Linked DNA regions of Hordeum vulgare: region 1 is linked to region 2. Evidence: chromatin contacts called from public Hi-C data. All regions are on one chromosome and are shown on one strand. Each heading gives the region's core, a stretch centred on a gene start, on an enhancer-like site or on the middle of the called end of the contact. The rest is flanking DNA. Distances are from core to core; before and after follow the strand shown. Region 1 holds the start of LOC123444841 (sialyltransferase-like protein 1). Region 2 holds the start of LOC123444834 (transcription factor LG2-like).

Region 1 (4,467 bases), core at 1,297-3,796, 460 kb after region 2:
GCAGGTGTACGCGTAACATGGTGGACCGACCGAACAATATCACCGAATGCATCTTTCACACAACGATCCACCGATTAAACAACAGCCCGCCACACTGCAACTTCTTCATTACGGGTAATTTCAGACCAAGGAGAGCTGGGAGCGTCCTGAGCCGCTGAACATGGCGTATTTCATTTCAAATAAGCTGAGAGAATATTGTTGTCGGCACATGGCCAGCTATGAGGCCATCTGCTCAACCTTGGGAGACTCTATGTTAATGGCAGGACATGGTAATATTTCTCAGCGACATATATTACTATCAGGATTCAAGCATCCTTTCCTACTACAGCCTAGTCGTAGCACTAGCACAGACATAAAGGTGAACTCCAGTCGTTGGCAGCAACTGTGAACTTGTGTAATGCAAAGCATCCAGCAGTTATGAATTTATAATGCAGGACTAACGATCACCCATTAGAATCAAACGGCAAAGAGAAGTGGAAATAGCACCGCATGGGTACACCTTGGTCCAACAAGTTGACAATGGTTCAAACTCATTATCAAACATGGCACATGAGCTAAATTCGAGCCATTTTCATCTTGTTGGACCAAAGTGGTGCTACTCAAACGAAAACGAATTCGCACAAGTAACTGGGTACATTGTTATCCACTAGTTCGATGATAAGTAGGGTAAAAAGGACCGCATATACATAAACAAGACATCAGCAAGCAGTAAAATAAGGTATAGATTTTATCAGCTGAAGCATAGTGGCAGCAAAGCTGAAGCATACCTGTCTGTCACCTAAGAGAAACTACATACAGTAGAGTAAATATCAGCTGAACCACAGTGGCAGCAAGGCTTCACATAAGGAGGTATACATTTGATTGGGAAGAACTTATCAAGACAAATCAGTCTGAAATTACACTTGACTAGCTGTCGTTGTGAAGCAGCCAAAAACACAAGCAACCTCTCCTATACGGTTATACCCAATGGAGGATCCAAAATCTTAATGTACACTTGCAGCTCCAATTCTCTATCTCGACTCACCTATCCATCATCTCTAATCACAATAAATAACTACTAACCCACCTCGCAGAGCACATTTTACAGTGAGCAAACAAGCAGGTCCAAAAAGAAAAGCATAACGTCGAGCACGTTGCCCGCGCCCTAGGAAGCTGGCGCCTAATGGTAGAAGACGACGGGCGGGACAGCCAAGCCGGTGTCCTTGAGGAAGGGGACTACCTGCGGGCGCTCGGCGAGGTCGCGGTAGAAGGCGTACTCCGCCTCGTAGTCGTGGAGGTCGAGCTCGTTCTTCTGGTTGCTGTGGTAATGGTGCTTGGCGTCTGCCACCTTCCCGAAGCCGAACACGCTCACCCTGTCGCACACCCCCACCGCGACCATGATGGCCTGCATCCCGGACGAGTAGTGGAACAGCGCCGCGTCGTGCGCGCTGTTCCACTCCTCGACGGCGCGGCCCGTCTCGGCGACGAAGCGGCGGAGCGAGTAGTACTTGACGATGCGCGCGCAGAGGACGTCGAGGCGCGGGTCGGTGACGGAGATGGGTGCGTCGTGGGTGGCGAGGGAGGAGGCGTTGCAGGCGGCGACGTCGAGGAAGTGCGCGGCCTGGCAGATGTAGAGGAGGACGGGGACGCCGCTGCCGTAGGGGTGGCAGAAGCAGCCGGGGCGGCGCGCGCAGAGGTGGAGTATGTTGCTGTTGATGAAGGAGAGGTTGGTCTTGGCGCCGACGTGCGCGGTGTAGCCGACGATGCGGGCGTTGTTGAGGCGGAAGACGGCGTGGTGGGAGTCGATGAGGGCGCCGTGGGCGTGGCGGAGGAGGATGCCGCTGTTGCCGACGACGGCGCAGGAGGGGATGCGGGCGGGGAGGGCGAGCACGGCGGGGAGGTCGCGGAGCACGGCGGGGTCGTAGCGGCGGAGGCGGTGCCAGGAGCGGAGCGCGCGGCGGAGGGAGGGGTCGAGGAGGATCTCCTCGCGCGGGAGCGGGTGGAGCAGGGAGTCGGCGTGGTCGTGGTCGTGGCCGCGGCGGTGGACGGGGAACTGGTGGTGGCGGAGGTGGAGCGGGTGGAGCCTGTCGCGGCGCCAGGCGCGGGCTCGGGCGCGGCCGGAGGCCGGGAGGCGGCCCTCGAGGAGGTCGTCGACGTCGCGGCGCAGCGAGGGCTCGGAGCCGTCGGCGGCGGCGAGGCGGAGGAGCGTGGCGTTGAGGCGCGCGGGATCGGGCGGTGGCGGGGCGAGCGCCGGAGCCACCGCTCGGCGGAGCGCGGAGGGGAAGGAGGCCGCGCCGCAGAGCACGACGAGGAGGAGCGCCGCGAAGGGCCCCCGCAGCGGCCGCTTCATGGCCGCCGCCGCAGCAGCCGGGGGCTATGTGGGCCGGGGCCGCATCGGGGGATGCGCATCTGGGTGGAGCCGAGGTCCGGGCGGCCGGGGGAGTGGGGCGCGAGCGCGATGGGTTTCGGGTCGAGTCGAGTGTGGCGAGGTGGGTGGGAGCGAGATTGGTTTTATTTGTAGGTGGTTGGACTTCGGGTTCGGGGAACTGGGGGATCCTATGCGTTGTTGTTCTCGTTGGGTTCGAGCCGAGCCGGGCGTCGGGGGGAGCAATGATTCTGTTCTGTGCTGTGTGTGAGGGCGTTGCAACGTGACTGCACGAGGGCCGGGGCACGGCACGGCACGGCATGGCCGCGGGAGATGATGGGCGGGCGGAAATGTTTGCGGATTGGCCCTCCCTCTGTCCCGGTGCACTTTTGCTCCCTCCCTTGGACCGGCGAGGAGAGGAATGATTTTCTTTCATGAGAAACTTTCAATACATTCATTACAATAGTCAACTACTGTACTACCTCCGTCATGGTTTATAAGGCACGGTTAAACTTACGTGCGTTTTCAAAATAGACAAGGTTTAAAACGCGAAAGCAATTACTTTCATTTATTAGAGCATGGTTAATAGTATAGCCAACTGCTGGCTATAAGACATCTTGTAGCTCATCTTATAGCTAGATTGTATAATAGTTAGTTACAAAAGAGTACCACTTTTGTCATATATGATACACCTTTCATTTTCACAAAGTACATAGGAGCACGTGCTAGAGCTGGCTCTTTACGAAGAGTCTGCTCTTTTTCTCTCTCATCCAACTCAGCAAAAATATAGTATTTTAATCCTTACAGTCTGCTGATTGTACCTTATTGTACTTGCTCTTATTACTAGTACTACTCATGCATGCGTCCTCTCAATTTGCTGCTCATGCATTACTATTAGTATTTTTCCAGTTGATTAGGCGCATTAGCATCTACACCTGCTACATCTCATAACCAATCGGTGATTACCTTGGTCCGAGAGATTTTACAAGCGTGCCTTCTAAACCGTGACGGAGGGAGTACAAGATATAAGGCCAACTCCAACGCGAGACCCCATCTTGTCCGCGCGCGCCCGATTGGGGTAGAACGGACGAATAACGCGGTCCAACGCACGGACCCAGACAGACAAATGTCTGAATTTCTTCTGTTTTCGACCCATCCCGGTCCAAACTTGCGCTCAGTTTGGGGGAAACGGACATCGCGCGGACGCGCACGCCGCATGCCCTTGTCCGCCCGTGGCGCACGTGTCGGGGACACAAGCACTCCCAAAAATTCCAACGCCTCCACCCCCTCTCCCGCCCTGCCCCGCCAACGGCGCCGCCGCTATTCTCCGGCCACCTCATCCCCCGGTCGTCCATAGCAATCTCCGTCTTGCCATGGCCGCCACCACGCCCGCACTTTTGTCGTAGTTTGGGCGTCGATCAGAGGAGGTTTGGCCGTCGCCGTCGCCGTCGTAGCCGGCGGCAGAGTGGATACGGCCGAGGCGACGTACCACGACGGCCATGACAGCTTCCGACGAGTGCTCTAGAGCAGTCAGTAGCCGGCCACCAACCACCCCTGCATCAAGGTGACCATCGCGGCCTCTTTGCCACCACGAGCGCAAGGTGTTCGACACTTTGCCCGCAAAGGTATGAACAATGGTGATGAGTTTTTCTTCCACCACTTCATCTATTCATCGGACGATTCGTCGTCCGATGATGAAGATATTGTGGTGGCTGCAGTGATGGTTCACGACCACATTCAACGGCAGCTTCCTTGGTACAAGGGGTCACTCCCTGGTCGTGTTGTGAACCTGAACCGCAACAGGGAGAGAGGCCAGGCCCTGCTCTATGTCGATTACTTTGCGAACACACCGCTCTTCAAGCCGGATAAATTCCGTCGTCGTTTTCGTATGGCAAGGCATGTGTTCAATCGTATCCGAGAGGGAGTGGTTGCTCATGACCCATACTTCCAATGCAAGACGGATGCCCTTGGCAAGCTAGGATTCTCCTCTTACCAGAAATGGATCGCGGCCATCCGCATGCTTGCATATGGAATTCCAGGTGATCTAGTGGATGAGTATGTGCGTATGAGTGAGACAACATGTCTGATGTCAATGTACAAATTCTGTCAGGCTGTGATCGAGG
Region 2 (4,743 bases), core at 2,230-4,729:
GCTGTAGCTGTCCCTGTTGACACCGATGGCTCGGAGCTGGCTGGCTATCACGGCTCCGTAACCATCACTGCCGCTTTGCCAAGGAGCAGCAAGGAGATAAGGCGGGGGTTAATTAATCATGTGATATGATCCTGCTTTTGTATCTGTGTCTATACCATCTACCCTGGGAGAGACAGAAAGGCAGTCCAAGGCGACCCGGCCGGCCGTTCCATCGTCCATCATTATGCATGGTAACCAGATGTAGCATCGACCAGATGCCATTAGTCCAATCAGCCATCGTCCATCATGGAGAGTTATAGAGGCTAGCTGTTCCCTCCCGAACAAGCATGCATGGCCTTTTCTCCTCTATCTAGTCTATGCAAAGGGCACATGTCTCGTGCTTACTGCTGGAGGAGGAGTACTTGTGGTGGTACTTAAGACACTAGCATCATAGAGAGACATAATCTAGCCAGATAGCTAGACAGGTTTTGCGCCTGTCCGTGACTACGCGAACACAAACGGACGTACTACACTCTTGGCCGTGCACTTTGGGTAGCCCCGGGAGGGACGGTGACGCGACAGAGCGACGCTGCATGCATGCATGCTTGCACGACGAATTCTAACAGTTTGGCATCCTCTGTCGACGGGCCAAGAACTGTTTTTCTCTATGGATATTTGATTTGACGGTATCATTCTAGCTAGTAGGAGAGTAACAAGGACGAGCTAGTGAGCGGCGAGGCGATGTGTCATGTGCTGTACGTGATAACTCTTTGGGACGGGGCGGTGGTACTGGTACGATTATCTAGCTAGCTGCTCTGGTCTGGTACGTATGATTGATAGGAAAAGGTCAAGAAAGGGGGAGCGTTGTACCTTGTCATGGTCTCCTCCTCCGTGCAGCTGCAGCTGGTGCTGGTGGTGCGGCTGAAAGCTTGGGGCGGCGGCAGCGAGGCCAGCGGCGGCAGGTGGAGGGAGGCCTGGCTTGTAGCTGTAATCATCAGTGGTCACCATCATCACCTCCTGCCGTTGCTGCTGCTGCTGCTGCTCGGAGGTGGTGGAGGAGGGCGAGGGCCTGACGCTGCCGGCCGGGCCTGCTGGGGACACCAGCTCCATCTGCGCCATTGTGTTCCGGGCTGAGCTCGAGTCAGTGGTGCTCCCGACTGACTGCGAATTCCCCTGTTCAGCAATTAACCCAGGCAAACAGTGAGCCGAGCGAGAGTGGTCACACGCGCATGCATGCATGCAGGGTTAATGTGCCTCTGTGACGAGCTGGCCGGGGGAGGGGAACACGTTTTCGCCCCCCTTGCAGGCCCTCTTTACTCGTGACCGGCTGGCCGGCCGGCCGGCGGTGGCACGCAGTACGGACCCCCCGATTCCGATCGGAGCCAAGCGGAGGAGGAACATGGACATCTTTTTCCTCGGGTTCAGCGACAACGACGACTGAGGCGAGCCAGTAAATGAATGCATGGGGGTGAAGGTGAATGATCATGGGAAGCGGGTCCTTACACCACTGTGCAGCTGCTGTGGGTGCGGCATTGGCCACGAAGGGAAGATCTCCAGCGTGGGGGGCCTGCCCGCCCCCGCCCCCGCCTGCAGGTACCCTCCTCCTCCTCCTGCCGCTGCCGCTGCCGCTGCATGCATAGATAGATAGATACAAAGAGGATTCAATCATATCGGTCTCGTGTTGGTGTTCCTGTTCCCCTAGCTAAAATAACAGCTGTTCCTGCGTGCATCCTCCTCCCCCCCTCACAGGGTGAGAGATAAAAGCTGTAGCTGTAGCTAAACATGGCGGAGGGAGGAAGAAGCTCCTGCTGCACTGTTGGCTGCTGGTGCTAGTGTAGGCGACGGGTGGAGGAGGGGAGGTCAACCCAGCCCAAGCCCAAGGACGGCGACATGCTTTCCCTTCCTTGTCTCACCATTTATGCCGCGCCGAGCTTGCTGCATGTGGCGACTGTTTGCGGGAATGCAAAAGGCGAGGCATGTCTCACTGCTGCCTCCCCCAGGCTACCCCTCGCCATGTGTGCCGAACAACAGCAGCCAACGATCCTTTTTGGTAGGTGGCTAAGGTTTGGGACTTGGTATAGGAGGTGCATGGAGGAAGAAGAAGAAGAAGAAGAGGGTACGTAGGTTAGGTAGCTTACACTTGGCGTGCGCGTCGCCTGCGATCATGCCGCCGGGGTTGTGGTGGAGGTGGTCTGCGACGCCGGCGTTGGCGCCGTGGATGAGGGCCTCCTCCAGCTCCCCGAAGTAGGCGGCGGCCGCTGCCGGCTGGAAGTCCCTGCCCAAGCAGTGGCGCACAGAACTCGTCATCTCATCAATCACCAGCGAGTGATATGCCAACTTATTACGCTAGCTGTAGCAGCTGCTATAGGAAATCAAACAGGATAAAAGCTTTTCGAGAATGGAAAGGCGGGCGGAGGCTACTAAAGATCGTTGGAGCAGATAAGGATGAGGCCGGGGGCCGAAAAAGATGGTGCCCGGATCACTCTCGTGGTACGGTTAAGGCCTTCGGCATTAAGAAATGGAGCTGGTGCGCGCTGGCGGAGGTGTAATCCAATGGAGGGAGCATAAGCATATCTCTGTGTGTGTGTGACTGTGCGTCGAATAAGTTTGTTAAAAAGATGATGGATAAAAGGATGCACACGATCGAGATTTAAAAACGACTTAATTAAACACAAGTAGCCCTGCCCACTGAGACTGGGGGATTTGCAAACTGCTACTGGTTGCGAGAAAAAGCTGGCCTGATCTTGCTAGTTAGCTCCTGCTCCTGTTGCATGAGCCGGTCAGCTGGAGCACGGATGCATGGATATCTAGCTGGTAGCTAGCACAAACCTCGAATTAAAGAGAATGGAAATTTTGCAAGGGGAATGGGAAAAGGGGGCTGAGTGGGAGTGGGAGCAGTACAAGAAGCTGGCGGACGGCGCGGCGGAGGCGGCATGGTGATGGGGTTGGAGCTGGAGTCCGCCATGGTAGGCGAGCGCTGCTTGGTGGCTGAGGTGCACTGCATGGTCGTGGGCGCTCGCCATCCTCCACGAACAGCTCGCCTCCTCACCTTGCACCATGATCACCACCTCTGCTGCCGCTGCCGCTGCCAAGGAGAGACCAGACCAGAGGCCAGAGTGAAGTTAGTAATACTGGAGAGGAGAGAGAGGGAGAGGGAGGACCAGAGAGATAAAGAGGGAGGAAGAGAACATGTGTACATACCATCCTGGAGCAAGCATGCGAGGGGAGGCAGAGGGAGAGAGAGGAGAGAGGAGGGGGGGGGGGATGGATGAATGAATGAATGAATGAGTGATGGGATTGGCGCCCCTTTGCTTCTCGGTTCGCGCACACTGGCAAATTGAATCCGCCTTGGAGTTTCCTCCACTGTACTGCAAAGAAGATCTTGTCCTCTTCAACACGTCCCACGACCCTGTCTTTCTTTTTCCTCACACTCACATCACAGGCTAGAGAGAGAGAGAGAGAGAGTTGTCTTTGTGTGTGTGCGTGAGGAGAGCTGGACTGACTGAAGAGAAAGAGAGAGTATAGATAGAGAGAGAATAGAGAGCTGCTGGAGAGGGTGTGAGTGTGTGTGTGTGTGTGGTAGGCCTTTGCTGTCAGCGTTTCTGTCTCCTCCTGCTCCACTCCTTGCAACCACCTTTGATCCCCCATTGGCCGCGCTCCTCTGAGACGGCAAGTACTCGACCAAAAGGAGCATTGAATAGAGAGAAAAAAACCGTTTCTGAAAAGGAATAAATGGAGAGGAAAAAGGCTCACAACCTTTTTATATTTTTCAAAAAGAGGGGGGCTTGAGAAGTTGTTCTACCCCTCCATCAATCCCAATCTCCTCTGCTGAAAGCAGAGACGCATTGACACACACAGGCGGGGCTGATTTGTCAACCATGTATGTTCTCTCACTCCACATATCATCAACAATTCTAGTTTACTCGTGTGGCCACTCCCATTCCCAACCAAAGCACCACCAGGCATATATGTATATCAGATATGATATGATGCACCGCCGATCCAGTGTGAGGAAAAAGAAAGAAACCACTTGGGTCGAAAAAAAACATGGAGTTTTCGGGGGCGCTCCCCGTGGAAAATGGGCTGGTCTGGGACTTGTCGTCTGTCTCCGTGCTCCGGTTCTTCAATCCGGAGGTCAACATCGGTGCCTTGTCATACACCAAATACATACTGGAAAGATTCTTTCCTGTATGAGAAAATATGTTTGTTCGATCCTGAGAAGAGCCTTTGCACCCCCTGACATGTTGTGGATCGCTCTAGCTTGGTAGGGGGGGCACAGGACACTTGTCGCCGGCTGATTAGTGGCCAGGTTTGTTTAGATTGATCTGAGGCCAAGTTGCTCGCTCGCTGGCTAGATACTGCTAGTGCTTAATCCTCTTTATCTCAAGTAGGGCCCTCAAGGCCGGTGTGTAAACTAGGGCGGCTGAAGAACAAAGTGCTCGTGGCGCGGCGACGATGGAGAGAAGATGCGTTCATACTCGCTGCCCACAAATTCCTTCTCCGGTAAACCTTTTTATCTCTCACTCTCAAGTCCTGTTGTAGTACTACTGCATGTAAAAAAAGAAGACTTGTCATACACTAGGTAGAGTTGGTCAAAGACGGGATGAGAAAGAGTCTCTCGTTCACGTGCCGGAGCCTGCCCGCTGCCCAGTCCACTCCAGCGGAATACGGAGCAGTACACAGCCTAGGAAAGGAAATATGAACTCCAGTAGTATAGTACGTGTACGTACTACTACGTAGTAGCCAAGGTCAAAGCCTGATTTT

What was found. Hi-C and Micro-C count contacts between places; a contact is called where the count stands out from the background.
Region 1: a contact with region 2 is called in a Hi-C map of leaf, with 9 times the contacts expected there. The contact joins the promoter of LOC123444841 here to the promoter of LOC123444834 in region 2. A contact is called at or near these places in 2 of 6 Hi-C or Micro-C datasets (leaf and seedling) and 1 of 1 datasets of contacts at active chromatin or transcription factors (embryo).

Annotation. Positions count from the first base shown.
Region 1 is chr3H:542,298,221-542,302,687 of MorexV3_pseudomolecules_assembly, forward strand. It overlaps LOC123444841 (sialyltransferase-like protein 1), which reads right to left and starts at 2,547. Exons shown (of 1, transcript XM_045121700.1): 1 at 837-2,547. The coding sequence starts at 2,329. The coding sequence ends at 1,160.
Region 2 is chr3H:541,841,451-541,846,193 of MorexV3_pseudomolecules_assembly, forward strand. LOC123444834 (transcription factor LG2-like) reads right to left here and starts at 3,480. Exons shown (of 12, transcript XM_045121693.1): 1 at 3,181-3,480; 2 at 2,881-3,064; 3 at 2,118-2,254; 4 at 1,483-1,607; 5 at 850-1,152. The coding sequence starts at 3,038.